Linked DNA regions of Larimichthys crocea: region 1 is linked to region 2. A link is a contact called in public Hi-C data. All regions are on one chromosome and are shown on one strand. Each heading gives the region's core, a stretch centred on a gene start, on an enhancer-like site or on the middle of the called end of the contact. The rest is flanking DNA. Distances are from core to core; before and after follow the strand shown. Region 1 holds the start of tgfb2 (transforming growth factor, beta 2). Region 2 holds the start of lyplal1 (lysophospholipase like 1).

Region 1 (4,144 bases), core at 372-2,871, 140 kb before region 2:
GAAGGTTTACACACATCAACACTTCAGCAAAATGAATCTGCTGATGAAGAAGACTGTGTTCTACTTTTGAAAGTGAGTGAGGTGAAAACACGGTCGTCTGTGTGCTGAAATCATGTTCTAGATTAAGAATCATCTGGATTGGACGGGATCAGATCGTCTCCTGCATGTTCCTCCTGTCTGTTTGTGGAACAGGTGTCTGAAGGAACAGCCTCAGACACACACCTAGTCTTGTCTCACATCTGTTTTTTCTGATTTAGTGACAGCATCTGGTTTGCAGCAGCCTCTGAATCCAGAGAATGAGGGAGCAGCTGTCAGACCTGATGGATGGCCGGCTTTGGTCGAGCGGAGCGTGGAGGGCCGGCACCAGGCTTTGGCACATGATGCATGATGCATGATGCACGATGCACAATGAAGTGGTATTTTTTCTGAGGGGTGTGAATGTAGATAAAGCTGCCACACAGCCGGCTCAGAGCGTGTGGGAGTGCACGAAGGCTGGAGAAGCACATGGTGGAGCCGGTCCTATCCTATTACATCTGACACCACCCAGTCAGCTGACAGATGAATGGAGAGGACACCCCGGTCCACAGACTGCTGATTGACTGTTATGGCCTTTTCAGGCTCTTCTGACCTCAAATCCTTTGAAGGACTGTTTAGAAGAACTCTGAACCACATTATTCATGATGGTGTCAGAGATGATCAGAGAGAGGCTACATGTTGAGTTTACAATGTGGAGAAGGACTAAAAAGTTCACGGCACGAAACAGAAAAACAATGTTTAAAATGTACAGTTTCAGGGCATTGGGGAAGTGTTTCGCTCAGCTGGTAGAGCAGCCGCCCCATGTATAAAGTCATCGCTCAGTCCTTGCTGTGGTGGCCCAGGGTTCAAATCCGACCTGTGGCTCTTTCCCGCACGTCATTCCCCATCTCTCTTTCCACACATGCCTGTCTCTATCAAAATACAGCTTGAAAAGGCCAAAATAAAATAATCTTTAGAAAGGTTTCTGGTCATTGATAATCGATAATATGTCTACAATGTAAACCCAACATCAGCTGACAGGACTGTGATTTGTTACCTTTCCTGAGGACGGTCCCAGTGATCACCTACATGACTGTCAGGCTCATCAAATGACCACATAGCACATCTGGGGCCAGAACAGAAAAAAATGATAGTTTCATTAGTGAGCTGTGTTCAACTTGTTAACACTGTGAGCTGAGCAGAACGAAAAGGTTCTTAATAAACTGTTGTTATGGCCAGTGAAGTCATTACCACTCCCTGTTCAAACAGTTCTTATTAGCCTGTAACAGAAGATGATAACGTACACAGAGGAGACATGAAATCAACTAAAGAACAAAACTCTATATAATATAAGATAACAACATTGTACAGTGTTCATGTGTTCCCTGCATCATGCATGAGCTCACTAGTACGTAATCATTACAGTCCCGTGAGTGGTAAACACTAAAACGTGTGAAGTGTGACATGGAGAAAGGGCACCACGGAGATGTTTCTGTGGCAGCTTTTCAAAAGTTCCAGGCGCCTGGCTCTGACCGGCTTTAGGACCCTGCGTCACGACGTACCGGGGCCAATGGGCCATTAGCCGTTGCAGCGCTGTCCCAATGGGCACAGCGAGCACTCCTAGTTACAATAAATCGTCTCGTAACGTGCAATTGAAGGGGTCCCCTTCTCCGACAGCGATGACCACAACCTTGGTTTGAAGTGAGCGGAGGGGGGAGCACGTGGTAACTTCAGTCCAGTATAAATCTCCTACAAGCGGCCACTGCTGTCCGCTTGGCACGCGTAAAGGACGAGCTATTCCCCTACTAGATGGGGTGAGGGAAGACGCGTGAAAGCGCTCCACAGTACCGAAGGCTTTTTTTTATTACTGAGCTGCTTCTAAAGGCAGAGCCTGTCACCGCTTTAACCACTCTGTGCGGATTCGCGATTTCGCCTCGACGTGTCAGCCAGACTCCGCACCTTGCGTCCCCGCTGATCGGCAGGACCGCGTCCGAGTTTTGGTGTGTGTAAAACAACTTTTTGTCCGTAGAGTAAAGCGATGACTTGCACATCGAGCCGCTGAAGTTTGAAAGATAGAGACGTCGGGCCCGGGCTCGTGGAGGCTAAGGTGCGGTTAGGAAAGCTCCGATCCGAGCGCTCTGATGCGGTGGAGGTGTGCTCAGTCCCGCAGGCTACACGGCTGTGCGTCCCGCTGACTCTGCGCCCTCAGCTGTTTTTCACTCTTGTTTTCGTCCATGAATTTCAGACCCGTTTGATGTCGCGTCCACCTCTGGCAACATTCAGCGGCACCTTTACGCACTCTATCTGTCAGCCGGGAATAGATCCGTGGGAGCCCTTCCGACCAAGTAACGGGTACCTTTTTGTTTCGGGACTGTTGAATGGATTTTCAGGTACACTTTGCTAAAAAAAACTGGGTAATTAAAAGATTTTAAATAACTCTTTTGGCGTCTTGACCCGTGTGCGTAAATGCTCTCCACTTTGATTTTTGTTTGAGAAATGCGTCTTCCTGGCGAGATTTAAAGAGTGAATATTTCCTGAATCTGTTTTTTATTTGAGATTTGAATACTGTGGAGGACAAGATGAACCTGTGTATTGTCAGTCTCCTCCTAACTTTGGATTTAGCCACCGTGGCGCTCAGTTTGTCCACATGCAGCACGCTGGACATGGATCAGTTCAAGAAGAAACGCATCGAGGCGATCCGGGGGCAGATCCTGAGCAAACTGAAGCTCACCACCCCCCCGGAGGATTTTCCTGAGCCCGAGGAGGTGTCCCGGGACATTGTCGCTATTTACAACAGCACCCGGGACCTGCTGCAGGAGAAGGCGAACGAACGGGCGGCGACGTGTGAGCGGCAGCGGAGCGAGGAGGAGTATTACGCCAAGGAGGTGCACAAGATCGACATGCAGCCCTTCTATCCGTCAGAGAGTAAGTATGCGCGTGCGCGTGTGTGTGTTCATATGTGCAGTATGCATATGTGTGTTCCTCTGTGGCCTCCACTGATGGCTGGAGTGTTTAAAAGTCCCAAATAGCGTTTGGTCACGTGTGTTTGTGATTGTCTTGGAAATTCTATCATGCTGCTGGATGAATGCAGGGGAACAGCCAGATAGAGTGAGGGAGTCTGAGCTGAGCTGCAGTTCTCAGACATCAACAACTACAGAGTCCAGCAGAGTCTGCGGAGCCAGCTCAACGCCTCCTCCTGCATGGACTCCACACATCAGTCACATCAGGACTTGATCTGTTTTCAGTGTTGAACGAGTCATTTTTACCCTTTGGTGGTGTCTCTCCATACAGAGTGTTCATCTCATTGGAACTACGTCACAGTCAAATTCTCATTTTTGTACAAACTCTCAGAGCAGAGACTTTTTTGTAATTTGGTGAATTTAAGGCTCCTGCTGACCTCCACGTCCTTATCCCCCTGAAAACCGCCACTGCTCTGACAGTGTGTGGTGTTCTTAACGTGGTCCACTCAGCTGTAGTAGTGTCACAGTCAGAGCGATCATTCAGATTGTTTTCTTGTGAAAGCAGCTGCAGACCACAGCTGGGAAAGCAGGAGGGAGTGAACCAAACACAGTGTGATGTTATTGTCTTCACATTTCCAAATGTAGTTTTGCTGCTGACGTCAGATGGGTGGCATGATGACAGTGATGACTAGCAAAGACAAGTTGTTATTGTAAGACTATTGTGAGCAGTTAGACACAGAAAACACTGATCCCAGATCTGCTCTTTAACTCCATTTAAGAATGGATATATTGTTCTCATCATCATAATCATAGAAGCTCACCTCTAGTACCAAATGGAGGCATCATCATCATCATCATCATCACCACAGAGACTTCTGTCAGTGTCACTTCAGACTTTCTCCGTGATATTAAACCACCCCAGTGAATTTCTTCCTGAGCCTGTTTGGACACATTCATGAGCCTCCTGTCCTTGTTAACCCTTTAGATCCCAGGAGAATTCTAGAATGTTGCTGCCACTCAAATGAGCGTTTTTTCCTCCTCAGTCAACAAACAGCTCAACCTCAAAGACAGAAAGAAAGTGACGATCACAAGTTGTCTTCCTTTTAAACTTCCTTTTTAATTCGAGACCACAATGTGGCTTTTGTCACTCTTTAAACTGGCATGCTTCT
Region 2 (4,241 bases), core at 1,403-3,902:
TCACTGAGAGCGGTTAATATGTCAGCTCAACAAATTGATACCACAAGTGGAAAAACAGAGACGGTGAAAAATAGTTGGAGTTGGGAGTTAGCTGATGAAGGTTCCAGCATGATAAAAGCAAAAGGAAGGGTTGTCCTCCTTTTTTCTCAGCTTGAGGATGAGAGAGCTCATTAGGGGTCTGAACACAGATCAGCGCTTTCTTACCCTGCTGTGTGTGCATGAGAACACGTGGATGCGTGTGTGAGTGTGGTAGAAATGTGGTATGTCGAGTTCAGACTGTTGAAAGAATCATTGGTTGATTTATGTTTCCACAGCTACTGTCTGTGGCTCCACTGTTTACCACTTACAACAACCAGGCCTTAAGATATGAGCGCCTGCCAGAACAACTGCAGTACTTCCCAACGACTCCCCCAAAATCTTAAAGGAACATTTCAGCGTTAATTATGAAGACTGCCTTGGTGGTCTATGCAGTCCTCAAAAACTACAACCACTTTACTTTCTCACTGAGAGAGAAATGTACTTTCTCAGCCTCAGAAAGCAACACTGCTTCTACTCACAGGATTTATTGCACATGAGGCAAGACCACCTTATTTATGTAACACATTTCAAACAGAGGCAGTTCTTCAGGGGCAGAGCTTTACAAAGGCGAAGAATAGCATTGGGAGGCATTTAAAATCAATTAAGATCAAATAAAATGAAATTTTTAAAAACTAGATAGTAAAAGATAAAGAAAGAAATGACACAAATGCAATGAAATGCAACAAAGAAAATAAAAGTGATCAATCAAAAGCAAAGCAGAACAGCAGAACCCGTCCTCCACTTCACGATGCTCATGGTCACCACCACAAACACATTCATTCATCTGCCTACTTCTGATCTCAGCCATCACATGCAAGGAGTCACCATAGCACACAACCCCAGCTACTCCCTGAACTTCACTCTTCTCCCATCCGGCCGCAGGTACAGATCTCAGAACATGCCATCACTGCCCTCAGCAAACTGCAGCAATTACACTATTGGACTCATGTTCTTGTTGTCTGTTCTGTGTTTCATGTGGCTTCATGTGCTGTATGTATCTATTCTATTGATTCTATGGAGGAAATCAGAAAAGCACAGTATTAATCAAAAGTTTGAATAAACCTTCTTAATCTGTGTTTTTTCTTTATTTTTAATGCTGAAATGCATCAAAATTAACAAGATCTTGTCAGACCTGGTCTGGTTGCTGGTCAGTTTTTAGCAACTGCTAGGAGTTAGCTGCTTAATGATCGCTGCAGCAAGGGCTGGCTCAATTCGTGGCAGCGGCAGTTAGTAGTGGCACTTCCGGAGGCTGCCACTGGCCTTCACGACAGTTGCTGGAGTCTGGGACAGTTACTGCCACGGCAACTGCTGCTGTTATGGGCATCTATTTTTTTTATTTTATTTTATAAAACAGTCGTCAGTGTTGTATTAGACTCGCTGGCAGTAGCATGATTTCATTGCAGGTAGCTTGTTTTAGTAACCAGACTTCATTTAGCCCACCTCAGCTCTACCCACAGTCCACATCATTGACCATTTCTAGATCAGCCAGGAGGGAGCAGAGGCAGGACTGCCACAATGGCAGTGGCCAGAGCCACCACACTGAGCTTCACAACAGCTCTTCAGAAACCTGTGGCTGACAACATGGAGACTATGTTCGTATTTTATACAGTCTGTGGTCAGGAATAGAAACATTCATGAAATTAAAGTTTATAGGGGCTAATCCACTGCAGCAATAATCCAGTCATGTTTCAGTTCAAATCCAGATTAGAGATCATGAATTCAAAATGATGCTGCTTGGATTCCACCTGTACAACATCAGGAGGACTACACTAAAACCCTTACAATGTAACTGCTTTTAGGCAAAACCATCTGTATAAAGGTATTTATTTGATATGATATCATTTATACAAAAAACAGAAATCATAGATACAACAAATATGCTATGCATACATCATTTGCTGATCACCACAAGAATACCGACTAAGAGACTTAGAGTCCGAGGAGCTACATCTGGTTCAGGCCTTATAAAGCAACTCTCTTCCCTCCAATCTCAGCATCATTAGTGGAGGTTCAGGGCGGGGACACTGTTTGTGTGGTCTCTGAGTGCAAGGCTGAAGAAAATGACCAGAATCCAAGTTAAAGAGGCCGAGGTTTATACAAGATAAGACCCTCAAATGTGTTCAAACTGATTTGTAGATCCAGACATTCCATGAGATAACCACATAGTGTATGACACAGTACTGGAAAACATGCTCTATTTAACCACATAAGAGCAGCAGTGAGGTACATGTCGCCCAAGTGCCCAAAATAATATTTTGTTTAGATGTTATGACCCCAAGTGTCCATCAGTCATCATTCATCTACTTGGATGTTACATTATGTAAGATTCAGGATGACAGAACATTTACAGCGCATGTGCACACCTTCATATATTGTGTTCAATCATCTGTTTATTTGATATAAAGCAACACAATATACTTGGTGCATGTTTTGAAATACATTTTTGTAACAACTACTGTGAAAAGGAGAGTGGTGTTGTATCACACACACACACACACACACACACACACACACACACACACACCTGTATACAACCTGCACAGTGTATGTAGCTGAAATGTGTGAATGACACACGGTGTGTCTTCATAACTTCAGGATTCCAGCCCAGGCTTTGTGATGCGTCTCGCGAGAGTCACTTCTGCTGGCCGAAACCTCTCGCGAGATTTCCGTCTAGCTGTCATGGCTGCCGTCAGGAAGCTTCAGACTTGTGCCTCGTCTCCAGCTGGCAAACACACCGCCTCGATCATCTTCCTGCACGGCTCAGGTCAGGGCCGGTCCTAGCTATGGGCAATGTGGGCGGCCGCCCAGGGCGCATTCTCCGTGGGGGGCGCACGAACGCCCGAAAAAGCAAAAAAACCTCGGTAATTTTCGAATCCGCTCATTAAGTTAGCGGAGCGGGCGCCCCGGGAGCGGGGTGTTGACAAGGCAGAGGGGGGCGTCGGACGCCGCATCCAGGGGCGCACGGGCGGCCGTCAGGGCGCACGAGAAAATGTTCGCCTCGGGGGGGGGGGGGGTTCGCCCAGGGCGCAAATGTGGCCAGGACCGGCGCTGGCTCAGGTGCTCTGTCCTCTCCGTGTGTTCGTTTCCCCGCCATGTGTTATTGTGTGTGGGATAGCTGCGCTGAACACAGACTGAGCGTGGACATCCTCACTGCTTGGTGACTAGGAGCACTTCTTCCTTTGAGGTGTTCCTGTTAGGTCAGTGTGCACAGCGCTGACACACAGCACACACAGATACAAAGCGAGTGGACATGGCAAAATGGCAGAATAAAAACATAATTAGAAATGTAGACCGTGAAGATGACAACAGGCACATGGGAGAGCTGAGTGAAACAGGCTGATTCTTCCCCACACTCCTGAGGCTACTGTTTGATAAATGAATAAAAAGTTAAATTGTTTCTTCAGACTTGAATCATCCAATCCACCAAACAAGAGTCAACAGTAAAGAAAAGCTGTTTGTCCAGAAGATTTGGCCAACTGTCCATGTGTGCAACCCACAAATGCATGTTCCTTACAAAGTGGCACCATTTAAAAAGGAAATCATCAGGCTTTCCAATGGTATAAGAAATGTATTGTTACAACAAAGAAATAATCTAGCAAACACTTTCTGTGCATAGTTTAGTTTGGAGTTTCTGTATTCAAATGAACTGTCATCTAAGCTAAATGTGCAGAGCAGCTTCTCCATGTTCAGACAAACACTCTATTAGACCAGCAGATATTTAGCTCTTGTTACAGCGAAAACACCTGGCTTCAGCTCTCTCCTTTTCATGAGTTAACCAGGTACAAACCAGCTTTTTCAGTGGTGAAGGCAGTGAAGACTACACGTGCAGTGCAGGTCAGTTGTATAATAGAATAACATTATACCAGTGCTGCAGCATCTCGTGCATAGCAACTGAAGATCTTCTGACCAGAGTGTACAATATGCAGTGAGGAGCATGAAATCTATTTCAAAGCAGTAAGATGACGTGGGCAACTAAGGCCAAAGTAGTGGAAAAAGCAAATCTGTTAATGGTATCACTGCTCGCATTTTATATATTTTATTATTTATTTATATATGGTAGCCTCTTAAAATAGACTAGATACACTGTATACTGAGCGGCGAAAACTATGGTATGTAGAGGAAACAGGAAACAAAGTGGTAGTAGTCCACAGCATGAGCAGGCT

Evidence for each region. Hi-C and Micro-C count contacts between places; a contact is called where the count stands out from the background.
Region 1: a Hi-C map of muscle shows a contact between it and region 2, with 5 times the contacts expected there. The contact joins the promoter of tgfb2 here to the promoter of lyplal1 in region 2. A contact is called at or near these places in 2 of 7 Hi-C or Micro-C datasets (both in muscle).

Annotation. Positions count from the first base shown.
Region 1 is chrXIII:13,999,161-14,003,304 of L_crocea_2.0, reverse strand. It overlaps tgfb2 (transforming growth factor, beta 2), which reads left to right and starts at 1,621. Exons shown (of 7, transcript XM_010752699.3): 1 at 1,621-2,940. The coding sequence starts at 2,595.
Region 2 is chrXIII:13,864,759-13,868,999 of L_crocea_2.0, reverse strand. It overlaps lyplal1 (lysophospholipase like 1), which reads left to right and starts at 2,652. Exons shown (of 5, transcript XM_027286047.1): 1 at 2,652-2,939.